2 separate regions of the Gossypium hirsutum genome follow, and region 2 is linked to region 1. A link is a contact called in public Hi-C data. All regions are on one chromosome and are shown on one strand. The core of a region is the stretch at or near the end of the contact, and the rest is flanking DNA. Distances in the headings are between cores, read along the strand shown.

Evidence for each region. A called contact is a pair of places that touch in the nucleus more often than the background predicts.
Region 2: a Hi-C map of leaf shows a contact between it and region 1, with 3 times the contacts expected there. The contact joins the promoter of LOC107950630 here to the promoter of LOC107949497 in region 1. A contact is called at or near these places in 11 of 34 Hi-C or Micro-C datasets (anther, callus, hypocotyl and 3 more).

The regions. Positions count from the first base shown.
Region 1 is chrD03:32,175,080-32,181,957 of Gossypium_hirsutum_v2.1, forward strand. LOC107949497 (probable membrane-associated kinase regulator 2) reads right to left here and starts at 2,671. Exons shown (of 2, transcript XM_016884157.2): 1 at 1,493-2,671; 2 at 959-1,389. The coding sequence starts at 2,486. The coding sequence ends at 1,349.
Region 2 is chrD03:32,310,151-32,317,028 of Gossypium_hirsutum_v2.1, forward strand. It overlaps LOC107950630, which reads right to left and starts at 3,638. Exons shown (of 16, transcript XM_016885512.2): 1 at 3,211-3,638; 2 at 2,959-3,080; 3 at 2,749-2,837; 4 at 2,629-2,661; 5 at 2,440-2,530; 6 at 2,307-2,349; 7 at 2,122-2,213; 8 at 1,591-1,655; 9 at 1,011-1,504; 10 at 849-936; 11 at 613-747; 12 at 1-484. The coding sequence starts at 3,425.

The sequences.
Region 1 (6,878 bases), core at 1,421-3,920:
ACAACGCCGAGAAATTCAACCACCGCTGACATGCCCAACAAGAAATCAAAGATGGCATTCGCCGTTACCGCCGCTTCGATTCTGCCAACAAGAAAAGGTAAGGAACGAACCACCAAAAGCAGCACCATGGATCACCAAGGAGAATTCTAGCCTCTAAAGCTTTAGGAGAAACAAAAGGAAAGAAAAACGAAAGGGGGGAAATGAAACAATACTGATGAGGAAGGTGGGGATGGAGGGAAGGTTGGGCGACAATGGAAAATACAACGGAAACAAATGTTTTTTAATGTTATATGAAGAATAAAATGGAAATTGAGAGAAATTTTAAAATGATAATAATGCCATGTGTTCGTCATTTGGTGCCCCGTCATTTTTCGTAACGGCTTGAGGTAAACTAGTTGACGAAATATCGTTGCAGCTTGAGGTAAACTGATTCCACGCACACCAATTGGGAATACCACGTTGAAGAATGAGGTATCAAATTTAAATACAAAAAGCAAGTTGATTATTTCGTCCACTTGCGGTTCAATCAAAGTCTACCAGGAGTTAAAGTTTATTTTAATTCCTCTACTAAAATTATTGATAATTTAAATAAAATATATCATACTCAATTAATTTACCCATAGTTCAAACTCATGAAAAACTAACCGTAAAAAAAAACTAATATATTTTTGAACTCTTTCAACCACGTAATAGTTAAAAAAATACATGAATTTTCTTTAAGCTGATTGGATTTTTTATGAATTGAGTCGGATTATAATATATTTTATTTAAATTACCAATAATATTTAATAAAATATAATGTATCAATTAAAAAAGAAAATTTATAGAAAGACTAAAATAAACTAAGTCAGTTGATATAGAATTGAGCAAACATGGGGAATAAATTTTTAGTACATAGGCCCATTTCACATAAGTCGTAGGTATGGCGTTATAAGTCATCAGGGCACACTCCTTGGGCTACAGTAATTGTATTATTTATAAGAATAATTTCATAAACCAAGATTGACATTATAAATTGCATGGTCGTCATAATTAACATTTACAATTGTGGGAATTTGCTTGCTGTCTGTTCCTTTTTCCCTGCTTTGGTTCCCCACTTTTCTATTTTTTTGACCATGAATTACAACATTATCCGAAATTAAATTTGGTGATAATAATGGAGCCTGCATTTGCATAACATCCTTTTTTTTCCTTTTCAAAGATGGATACAAAGGATCTGATTCTTCTCACTTTCCCAGAAACAGGAACCCTTCAGCTACAAAATAGTGAGAGAATTGCAAAAGAACCTAAACTAGCTTGCCTTTACTTTACACACACGGGAATTTTTTCCACCATTTCATGCTTCAAATTACTCCGATTTTTCATTAGAGCTTGACGACATGGAAGAATCTACAATAAACAAAAATAATGGTTCAGTAACAGAGATGGTAAAACAAAAAAGGCTGATTTTTTTTTTTTGAAGTAACAAGTAATGAGCTTTTAAATGAAGTACCTGGAGAACGATTGAAAGATCTTTTGCAATGCAAGATGGCGCTTTGAACGCCGTCCTCTTGCTGCAACTGAGAATCATCTCTCCTCTTGGACGAAACCACCGACGACGGAGGAGGAGCAGCCGCTACGGCGGAGGAAGCTGATCTATTACTTCCCAAATGCTTACAAACCACTCTAAGTCCCGCTGGAACATTCACACGCTTGCTGCTCTTCAAGTGCACCTCATTCTCTCCAACTGGTTCTTTAGCCACCGTAGACGGTGGGTTTAACTGCCCTGAAAACTTTAATTTCTCACCGTACCTTCTCGAAACCTTAACATAAAGTGGCTTGACTTTCTTTAAGTATCGTTGCATTACATCTTTGGAGAATCTCTTTTCATCGGAAACAGAACCGTCGGAGCTTTGCTGTTTTTGAGACTTACCGTTGTCTTTGGAGAACAGAGACATTATAGGAACCTCTTCAACCTTGAACTTCACTGTAAAAAACCTGTTCTTGTTGTACTTCTTGTTAGTACTGTCGTTTCCTACTTGCTTTTTTGGCGGCTCTGTTTTTTCATTTGAGTTAAGCTTCGTCTTCTTCAACTTCAACAAAAAAACACGAACCTTAGCAGCTGATTTCAACAATGAGACAGTGCATTGTTGAGGCTTTGACTCCAAAGAAGAGTTCGACTCAACGGGTACTGCAAAGTCGAACTCGGTTTCACTTTCACCATCGGAGCAACCACCGTCAGGTTTGGTATCAACCTCACTTTCATCATCTTCAACATTATCTTCTTCGTTGTCCTCAGATTCATCCTCATCAGGAACTGAAAATTCTAAGTCAAAGAAAGGTCCATCGTCGTCGTCGTCAGTATCCACTGCCAGATGAGTAGTGGCCGCCGTGACAATCGTGGTCGTTGTGCAACCAGAACTGGCGGAGGAACGTGTGTTAACACAAGCATTGGTACCGTCGCTGCCGCCGCCTCGCCAATACTTAAGCAAGCTAAAAGCTTCCATAGTTGGGAGAGCCAGTATAGAGAAAAAGAAGATAAAATTTGAATGGGATTTTTGAAATAGAAAAAGTAAAGTGAAAAAAAGGAGTGAGAGAAAGTGGGAGGGTTTAGGGGTAATGGGAAGTGCAGCAGACTGAACATAGAAGGGGGTAACCTTTTCTCGCAGGCAAGAAGGAAGGAAGTTTAATCTTCTTTTATAAGCTTAATTAAAATTTGTGCTAATATATAAATATAATACAAGTGAAAATCAAGGGTGATGAATCTACAACTTAATTATAACACAATAAATAATTTAATTAATTAATCATAATAAAAACAAGAGTGGTAAATTTAAGGTTTTTATGTGGATTTAAATTTAATTATATGTATATTTTTATTAGTTTTTATTAAAATAAAAAGATTAAAATACCCTCAAATAATATAAATTATTTAATTATTGAAAGATATTTTCATAATTTTTCTAATAAGAGCTTAAATAATACTATAGAAGTATAGATATATAACTGATGTAGATAATAATTTATACATATTACAAAAAATGTATAAAACATATTAAAATAAAGCTTTGATTGTGTAGTAAATTTAATGTTTTACTAATTTGATTAGTGTGGATTTAAATCTCACAATATGCATATTTTTATTGATTTTTGTTAAAATGAAAAGACTAAAATATCTTCAAGTTATGTAACTTATTTTAATTACAAGATATTCCCATAATTTCCTAAATGGGTTGGTGCCTAGTTGACTTATGATCCCAACTCAATTAAGAGCTTAAATAATAGTAAGTATACAAGTATAAATATATAATTGATGGAGATAATAAATTTTGTATATTAAAATAAAGGCATAATACAAAAAATAGCTCATAATATTTGGTTGTTTGGTCACTTTTGCCTTTTATTTTTTTTGGATCACTTTGGCCCCTAATGCTTTTTTTTTTTTGTCAAATTAGTCTATTTTTAACGGACATACTGACGTGGCCGCTAGTTGACTAATGTTCAACATTTATCATTGATGTGGTGGTTCAAATATAATTAAAAGTTGCACTATTTTGTCTTATATCAACAAATGATTTTAAAATTATTTTTAAAAATTATTAAAATGATTTTAAAATCATCATCATCATCTTCATTGTTCCTCATCATCATCCCCGTTCCCCTTCAAAAGCCTCCTTAATCATTTTCTGGGTTTTTGAAACTTGTTTTTAAAATTATTAAAATTATTTTAAAACCATCATCATCACCTCTGTTTCTTCTTCTCCATTGTTTACTGTATTAAAGAAATCTGTTCTTAAAATTCGAAACCTGTTCTTAAAATTCTTACACCAAATTCAAAATTTAAAAGACCTTACAAGACAAGCATAAACCTTTATTATTTTTGGTTTGGTATAAAGGAAGTCATGGCCAAGAGATAAGTTCTGGGTTCATTAACCTTTATTGTTGTTTACAAAAGTAATTACTTATCCAATAAAGAAAATTTGGATCCACTAAACCCCATAGCGAATGAAAACCCCCAAAATCTGCAAATAAATTAAACTTAATTCTCATTTCCTTTACTAACCCATATCATACCCATCCTCATCTCAAAAATTCAAACTCAAACCCAACAATCTAAAACACAAAGAAAGAGCAAAAGAATAAAAAACCCTATCTTATTCCATGAAATTTTTTTTCTTCCTTCTTATTGTATTAGCCATTGATATTAAATCATTATAAAAAGAACCCATATTGGATCTTTATTTTCCCAGATTTGAACCCAAAAGAAAATGCCCGAAAAAGAACCCAGGGATAGATACATATACAACAAAGATAGAAGAAATAGAGAGTAGAAACCAAGAAAATCGCTTCGAAAATGGAAATGATTTTGAAAAGCAAATCGTCAATGAAAGAAAAGTGATGAATGTTTAGTCTCTTCCATTTGAAAGTCGGCCCTAAAACGTACTTCCACCTCCATGATTCTTTCTTCAGTAGCCTTTTGAATATTCTTCATATCTTTGTTTTTCCCATTATGGGTTTTTATTTTCAAAATATTTTGTGGGATTTTTTTTAACCTTTGATTGAAGAAGAAATATGGTGAGTTTTTTTTTTTTTTAAATGTGGTAGGAAACTTGAAATGTAGGAAAGAAATAGAGAGTTGAGGAGAAGAGACTAGGGTTTTTTTTATTTTTTTTTAAATAATTTTAAAATTATTTGCTGACATGTCATATAAGAGAGATTTACCAAAAAAAGCTAAGTTTTTTATAAAATTACTGAAATAGGCCGGTTTTTTAATTATTTACCGGATTGGGCCGTTTCCCCCAAAATCGCGCCACGTCGGAGCGATGTCAGGGGACGGGGCAGAAGGTCGCGTCCATGTCAGAGCGACCTGCTGACGTGGACGCGATGTGGACGCGCGCGTGAACAGTGCCCAACGGTCAAAAAATTGACCGTTGCCCCCCCCAAACGGTCAAATTTTTTTTACTATATAAACCCCCCACCCCTTTTATTTTCACAAACAAATTCAATATCAATTTCTTTCAAAAATTCTCTCAATTCCTTTCAAAATTTCTCTCAATTCCCTTCAAAATTTCCATCAATTTCCTTCCAAAATTCTCTCAAACTCTCAAATTCCTTCCAAAATCCTCTCAATTTCCTTCAAAAAATCTCTAAATCCATATTAAATTTCTTTTTCCATTAAATTTCATTTTTTAAGAAAATTTTAAAATTTTTTATTTTTTTTAAATAATTTTAAAATTTTTAATATTTTCAACAATGGTCGGATCATTGATTCGTCTTGATAGGAATCACATATCGGTGGAGCAAATGAACATGGTAAGTATTAAATTTAAATTTTAAATTTTTTTAAAGATATTTTTATTTATGTATTTTTAGATATTTATTAATATATTTTTTGTTATAAAAGGCTGAAGATCGGGTATTGGAATGCAATATTCGGAATATGCATGCTCCATCACCGTTAGTAGAGAACTACCTGCGGGAAGCGGGATTTTGGCACGTGGCGACGGTAGGCCGGGGATGCAAGTTGGAGCCGAAACTGATCAGTGCGTTGATCGAGAGGTGGAGACCTGAGACGCACACATTTCATCTTCCATGTGGAGAGTACACTATCACTCTAGAAGATGTCCATCTGCATTTGGGATTGCCGGTGGATGGGCACCCAGTGATCGGGTCTGCCCAATCTAGCAATTGGGAGGCGGTGTGCTACGAGCTTTTGGGCGCCGTTCCGGATAAAATGGATGGAGGTAAGGTGGAGATGGGCTGGTTACGTGCCACCTTCCCCGGTCTGAATAAAAATTCAACCGAGATTGAAAGAATCCGATATGCTCGATCATACATTCTTCAAATAATTGGAGGCTATCTCATGGTCGACACATCACGGACCCGTGTACATCTAAGGTGGCTGTTAAAACTCGTTGATTTTAGAGCAGCCGGTGAATTTAGTTGGGGGTCTGCTGTCTTGGCAACATTATATCGGGAGATGTGCGGGGCGACCAAACCGAGGAGAGCAAAAATCGGAGGTTGCCAGTCACTACTGCAATCATGGGCACGGTTTCGCTTTCCATTTCTACGTCCTCGAGTGAACCACCCATATACATTCCCACTCGTAACGAGGTAAATTTTATATTACATTTTGAAATTGATATGTAGATTTTGTAAGAATAAAAGAATGCTAAAAATTTATTTAATTAGGTGGAACCATCCGGCAAGTTATCGTGGAATACCGACTGAACTTGAAGATATACGGCTTCTATTGGAGCAACGCTCGGAAGCAGAAGTAAGTATTATTGCAAATAGATATTTCCATACATTCGCTAGTGGATTGATATTTAGTATTTAGTATTATGTATATATGTAATATTTCTATCATGTTCATGTAGTTTCAATGGACACCATACGAGGATCCGGCAGTCCGGGCAGTAATCCCGGAAGAGTTTTTACAAAATCCGAACGCTTGGCACGTGAAAGTGGTGTTGATCAACTATGCAACTGTGGAGCCCCACCAGACAGACAGAGTCCTACGACAGTTTGGATGTAGACAACCGATCCCTGCGGACCCTGAGGAGTTTGACGAGCACCACAAAATCGACCTTCGGCTATTAGGTACGGATTGGCCGTTGTACTGGTCAGTGTATATAGAAATGTGGGAAAATCGGAATGAATATCTACCTACTCGGGAACCAATCATCGTTCCCGAGTTAGTGTGCGTTCCAGAATACATGCCATGGTTTAGGGCCCATGAAAAGCCGTATTTACTTACGCCGGAGGAGAGGCGGCGGCAAATACGTGTCGGAAGGGAAAGGCGCGGGCCACAAAATCTAAGGAGACAAAACTACGAAGGCAGCCCCTCAACGAGGCCCAGACATTCACCCGGTTCAACATCAGCGACCATGCAGTCA
Region 2 (6,878 bases), core at 2,388-4,887, 140 kb after region 1:
TCGTCAAGAGGCCATCCCAGTGAGCCATAAACTCATTTTTTATTTTTCGCATGGCTTCATGTTCTCCGACTCTAGTCCTCTGCCCTAGCATGCTATCTACCTCATCAACGAATATAATAGTTGGTGAGACTTTGGCTGCCAATGTAAACAAAGCTCGGACATTCTTCTCATCTTCCCCGAACCATTTAGAAGTAATAGTAGACATGGATACATTAATGAAGCTTGCACCAGCTTCTTTAGCAATGGCCTTTGCTAACATTGTCTTTCCAGTGCCCGGAGGACCAAACAACAATATTCCCCTGCAAGGCTTTAGGAGACCACCTTTGAAAAGGTCTGGCCTTCGGAGAGGAAGCATCACCAACTCCTGCAGTGATTCTTTGGTCTCTTCTAACGCACCAATGTCTGCAAATGTAACGTCGATCTCTTTCGCCGGTATGACCTCAGGCCTTATTCGCTTTTCAAATTCATTGTCTGGAGGAACTTCCTGCAGCAATTAGAACAAGTACAAAGTGACACAAAAAGAATGAGAAAATGGGATACCGAAGGAACTGGATATCAGAGAAAATTTTATCATGCACAAAATGTATCTAAAAGGAAGACAAAAAAACTCACCAGAACTTTTGAGGCTGGAGCAGGATTTTCACCCTCGGCCTTCGTTGCCGGAAGGGTTGTTTCACTCTTCTTTTCAGGATTTTTGCTGCCGGATTTTGATTCCGGCTTCACGCCTACTGAACCAGCTCCTGCTTCCTACAGTTACACAGAGACCAATATGGGCAGGTAAGCTTAGTAACCTACCATTTAATTCCTCCTTTAGATAATGTAAAAGGCAGGTAGCTAAGTATAAACACCTTCAATGTTTCGGATTGTGCTTCCCGTTTTAGTGTCTCTTTACCAGTGGACTTCCCTTCCTGGAATATACTCAATCCATGCGACAAACTGCATCAAAATGACCAAATCAAAAAATGCAACGTTAATGGTAACAAAAACTGAGCATGAGAAACTAATCTGACCTCTTTGATGATATCACGAGTTTCCCATTTCTGTATTCGGGGTCCTTATTATTCATCAAATGATAAGAAATGGCGGATACGACCACCTCCTCTATGTATCTACTGAGGGCCATTGTATCTGCAATGCAGATCGAATCTAGATCATCGCAGTCGAGATCGTTCGCCGAGAGCACCTCCATGATGTGATTTCTATTATCCTGAGCTTGGATCATCTTCATGTCCTTTTCTAGCTGAGATTTCCAGCTTACAAGATGTTTTTCATCTGCTGGGGGCCTGATCTCAATGTTGTAAGGGAAAATGGCTGATAGCCTATCGTCAAATTCCCTGTCATCATTATTCAGGTCAACGCGTGACCCGAGGATCAAAACGTTCCCGGAAAGTTTCTTTAACATCTTTTGGAACAAATTATAAATCCTTTGTGATCTAGACAAGAGCTTGTCGACGTCCCTAAGATAAAGCACAATGGGACTGGCTTTTGATACATATATCAACACCTGCATTTAAACAAGAGATGATTTCATACATACATAAATAAGATTGTTCATTGTTGCAACTAGCATGCATTCCCAAATGGCAATACCTTGTAAAGAGCCTGTATAAGAAGCTTCTCATCAAAAGACAAACTGCTTGTTCGCCTCAGAGGAGCTACAAAAAGGAGGAAAAAAGATTAGATCGGTTATACGAACCTGGAAAATTTTACATAATTGATTGAAGAAAGGTCAAAGCGGAGTTGTTTAACATCTTCCAGCTTCAACTTAAGATTTCTATATTATTCATTAAGGATTGTAAGACGATTCCGAAGCTCTTCAACCGCAACAACTCGCATTTTTAATAGTTTCAGCTCTACGAAGCCTCAGATCACTTGAGAAGAACCCCGTTACAGTCCACTAGAATTTTCTTTTACTGTTTTCTCATACAGATGACAGCACTGTTTGTTAGCTACTTCTAATGGGGTATAGAAGAAAGAGATATTTATTGGTTGTGAAATAAAAATTAGTGGCTTACAGTGTTGATCTTGCACTTGGGGGTTAAACTTCCGATAGCTTTGCCGAGAATTTCTATTCCTAACCATAAAAGGACTAGATCATCATTAAAAGAACTTCAATTGTACCTGGATTTCCTGGACTGCATTGAGAAGCAAGGCTATTGATATTCTCTGATACAGATGCATATCGACGTAGCTTAGGAGGACCTTCTGTTCCCCTGCAATTACAACAACCAGAAAGATTGAATAAACAGAATACTCCTGGATATGAAATTTCTCAAAAGATAAATCGAGAATATATGTCGCAATACCTTGACCCAATATCCACACCGCTGCTCTGCCGCCTCAACGTACCTGTAATATAACTTATGGTTCATGGTCACAGAGATATACACACAAACACTGTACACAATACCATGGAAACCAGAACATTTCCTGCCATACCTTTGGGCTCTTCCTGAGAAAGGAGTGAAAATGAACCAAATAAGCCTGACAATCGCTCGAGTGTCGACTCCGAAGTGGATCTTTTGAAAGACTGCATGAGAGAATCAACGGTTAGGGAAAGCTCTAAAGCAGGGTTGAACTGAACTATTTCGATGTGTCATCCTAAACAAAAAAAAGAGAGAATCTTACAGATTCTTGGCCACTTCCATATTTACTTTGAATCTGTAACAAAAGTAAATCACTTAAATGTCAGATGTTAAAACTTGAAGCTTAATGGTGAAGGAAGAAGAAAATGAGTAACATACTCACTTTTAAGGAAAAATCAGTTACATCCAAGAGCAGCAACTTGGATTCAAAGAAATGGGCTAAAGCTTTGGCAAGCATTTGTTGGTAAAGTTCTACCAAGGAAAAAAAAGAAGAAATAACACAGACACAGTCAGTAGCAGCCTTATAGAGACAGCCCCATGAACACCAAAAAAACATGTCAAGTATAGCCGCCTGTGATTTCGGGCAATCAACCTGCAGGTCCCGATAGTAATATAGCTTGACTAGCAGGAGAAAGGTTCCTTGTGTACTTGGAAACATCAGCATGTTTCAAATGGACATAGGCAGCACTGGTTAGCAATGCTTGAGTTTGTTCACTGCCACATAAAATTAAACATCATTCCAACAATTAAAAAAAATTGTATAAGCAAGTTAAAAATATTCATATAGGTGATTCAAAAATCTCTTGTTTTCCAGCCAATAGAGCTCAAAAAATTGGGAATTTACCTGAGGTAGTAAGGGAACTCATCGAAGGTGACTTGGCTTTCTCTGCCATCAACGATTTGGCGAAGTAATTCTTTCTCTATCCTCTCCAAAGTGATGCCGGTTGATGAATTGGAACCGCTTCTGGTCCATTTGTTCTGACCCGAAGCCAAACCTAGCCCTACCCCTACCCCAACACCCACACCCAACGCCGATAACAGTAAGCCTTTTTGTTCCATTTGCTTTGCCTACAATTTTTTTTAATTTTTTATAATTAAAATGAAAATTGTTTTGATCTGCAACTGTTTTCGTGGCTGATTCAACAACGAAACGAAAGAAGCGGATGCTTTGACAGCGAGGCGTCGCCGGTAAGGGGAAAGAGCAGCGGATGGCGGCGGATGAAGAGCAGTAGAGTCGGTTCCCGCTATTTATGGAGTCTCTATCAGTTCGTTCGTTTTTTGAAGTTTTTAAAGAGGAAATCAACGGGGAGAGATGAATAGATTTAATTTATGCCCCAGTCCTTGTAATCTTAAGAATTTTAAAATATTATCCCTCTATTTATAATTCAAATCAGATACCTCTCACAATAAACTTTCATTAAATTTAAATGTACATCATTCTAATTTAAAATTTAATAAATTTTTATTGAATAATCGTATAAAAATAATCTATTAAATTTTAGTAATTTTATAAATAAATTGAACATATTTTATATATAAGAATATATTTTAACAAATTCATTATTAAATTAGTGGGTGGTGGGTGATACCATTAGCATGGATTATTAGATAGAGTAGTAAAGGATTAAAATCTAAAAATATGAAAGCGGCTAGGTAGTGAGGAATAGTAAGAGGTTAGCATAGGTGGCAGTAATTTGACGGTTTATGAATCGGTTGGACAGTTTGTTTATAATTTGTGGGAATACTTGGCGCAAAACTGCGAAGGGAGTTGTGCATGAAATGAAACGGTCGCCCAAGTGTGGTCAGCTTTGGATCCTGTCCGGTTCCTACACGCGTCCGGTTCTGTCAGTACCCATTTAAAAGCAAGTTCCGCCTTCCGGATCAAGATATTGGGTGGTACCATATTGCTGTCAGCAGATTATCAAATTTCAAGATAACGACAGATAATTTTTCATACCATTTACTAGGTATTTTATCCAATTGTATAGGATTTATAATAAATTATTTCTATTAGTTTTTTAATTAATTTTTAATTAATTTTTTATATTACAGTAAGTCTACTTTTAAGGTTAAAAAAATCAATAATCTAATAAATATGGAATGTTAAAGTAAATTAGATGAAAATTAAGTACAAATTACAACAGGTGCGATTTTTTTTATATTAAACATAAATTAAAACCTTATAAAAATATATCACTTATTTTATAAAAAGGAACAAAAATTCAATAACTATTCATCCCGATCATCGACTCTTTAAATATGGTATATATCATGGGTTGAAATCCAGAATTAAATATTAATAGCATATATATATATGAAATTTTCCTTAAAAAATATTAAATGAGGGCAGCGATGTGATGGAGGTATGGGCGAAGGGGGACAGAATCAAATGGGGGCATTGTATCTGTAACAACCATACTGGGCAACCTAAAAAGGATGTGCTGAATTTGGTGCTTCGAACTTCAAAGCAGCTGCTTTAACTACATTACAATCAAACAGCTGTGAAAGGCACGTGAGAAGTAGACAAGAGCACCACCATTTGTACCAATCACAATGTGTCTGACGACTGACGAGGTTCATCAACATAATTTTATATCTGCCGTGTACATATGTGTGATTGCAAGTTGCAGCTTGGTTCAGTGTTCTGACGTCTTTTCTTAACCATGAAACCTGGACCTCCAAATCCATAGGATCTGATCTATTGCCGCCCGCTTTTACTTCACCACCACCCTTTTCTCCTTTAAACCACCTTTCATTTCTATTACCACTTTTAATTTTGATATTCACTAATTGCTTTTTTTTACCTCTTAAATTATCATTTTTATCTCAATTTCTTAATATACAACTTGTTGATATTATAAATCATAAATCATTTATTTAATTTTTTTATTTATTTTTAGGTGATTTGAACAAAAAAATACAAGTTTAAAGGTTAAAAAAGATAAAAAATTTTAAATGAGTACTAAAATAATTTTTTTATAAAGTTAGAGAGCAAAATAAATCATTATGCCTTGTATTTATTCTTATTCATATATTTATCTTATAAAAAACAAAAACTTGTAATATACAGTGAAATATTTATCTACTTGATCACACACTTAGAAAATTCCAAAATGAAAGAGCTTGATGCTAAATATGACTTGAACGATTCTTATTTTTATATCATAAGGTAATTTGGCAACTAGTTTTGAAAAAGTCCTAGTTCAAGTATGAGACCTAAAGTTGGAGATAAACCTTAGAGATATTAAAGATTTGAACATAATTTATTTGAAAAGGCTTGGAACTAAAACTACAAGATAAAGTTTTTGAAATTAAAAGAATTTATCTCATTTTACATGGAGATAATTTTGAGATTAATTGAAGTGTATATACATGCAATTTGTGGGTTGTAAATCGCAGATCAAAGTCGTGACGAATGCGTACAGAGTGTTCTATAAAGCTCAATTGATAAAATGAGGCTCATTGGACCCACTTGAACTAACTCAATTTGTGAAACATATGAAGAAACCTATTTACTTGAGGTTTTGGTGGCCTAGTGAAAGACTTAAGGAAAATTATGGTTACTTTGATAAATATAGAAAGTAATCTTAGAAGATATGTAATCTGAGAAGATTTGATTTTGTAATCTTAAAGAATTGAATTAATCCTTTAAGAATCTTAATTGTAGATAGGCTTCAATCTTGTACGGTTGATTTTGGGGAGTTCAACTATAGATAGAGGTCTTCCCCTCGTTTGTAATCACTCAATTATAATCCTCCATAGTAGTTGAATACTATTGAGAACATTTACTAAAACACATTGTGCATCGCTTTATTATAACATTTTTTGTTCTTCCATTTTGAGTTGCTTCTACTTTATTTTCAGTGCCTTACAGAATTTCTACGGAGAATTCTCATGTTGCGAGAGTTAGGCTGACTTAGGAGGATTTGAATCTAAGAAATCATCTAAGGTAGCACGGATTGTGAGACTAAAGTTCTAGCCTCATAACACTTACAGAGAGTTTATATGTCCATAATTAAAGAACTTTTATTGAGGGCATTTTATTGTTTATTCAATTTTGAGTGATTAGTTAACATCCTTTAGTAGGAGAGTTGGGGAGAGTTCTTACTAAATGTACTAGAGTGAACTCGTAATTATCCAAGGGTTAGAGTGGATTAGGTTGCTTTGTTTGTATTGTTGTGTTAGTACTTGTGCCAAAGTTTGTGGTCACATCTTATACCATAACCTAGTTAGACAATTACAATTGGTATTAGGGTCTCCCACCTAACATAATTGGTGAAATCATATGTTTAGTAGTCAACAATGGAGTCTACAAAGAAAGACAATTCAATTGTACATTTGCCACTTTTGGATGAATATAATTATGTCTATTGGAAATCTTGAATAAGAGTTTTTTTATCAAATAAATTAATGAATTAATGGAGGCTAATATGAAGCTTGGCCTGCCTTTCAAAAAGAAAGATGCCATTGTTATTGATTATGAGGTCAAATTGTACACGGACAAAATTAAAT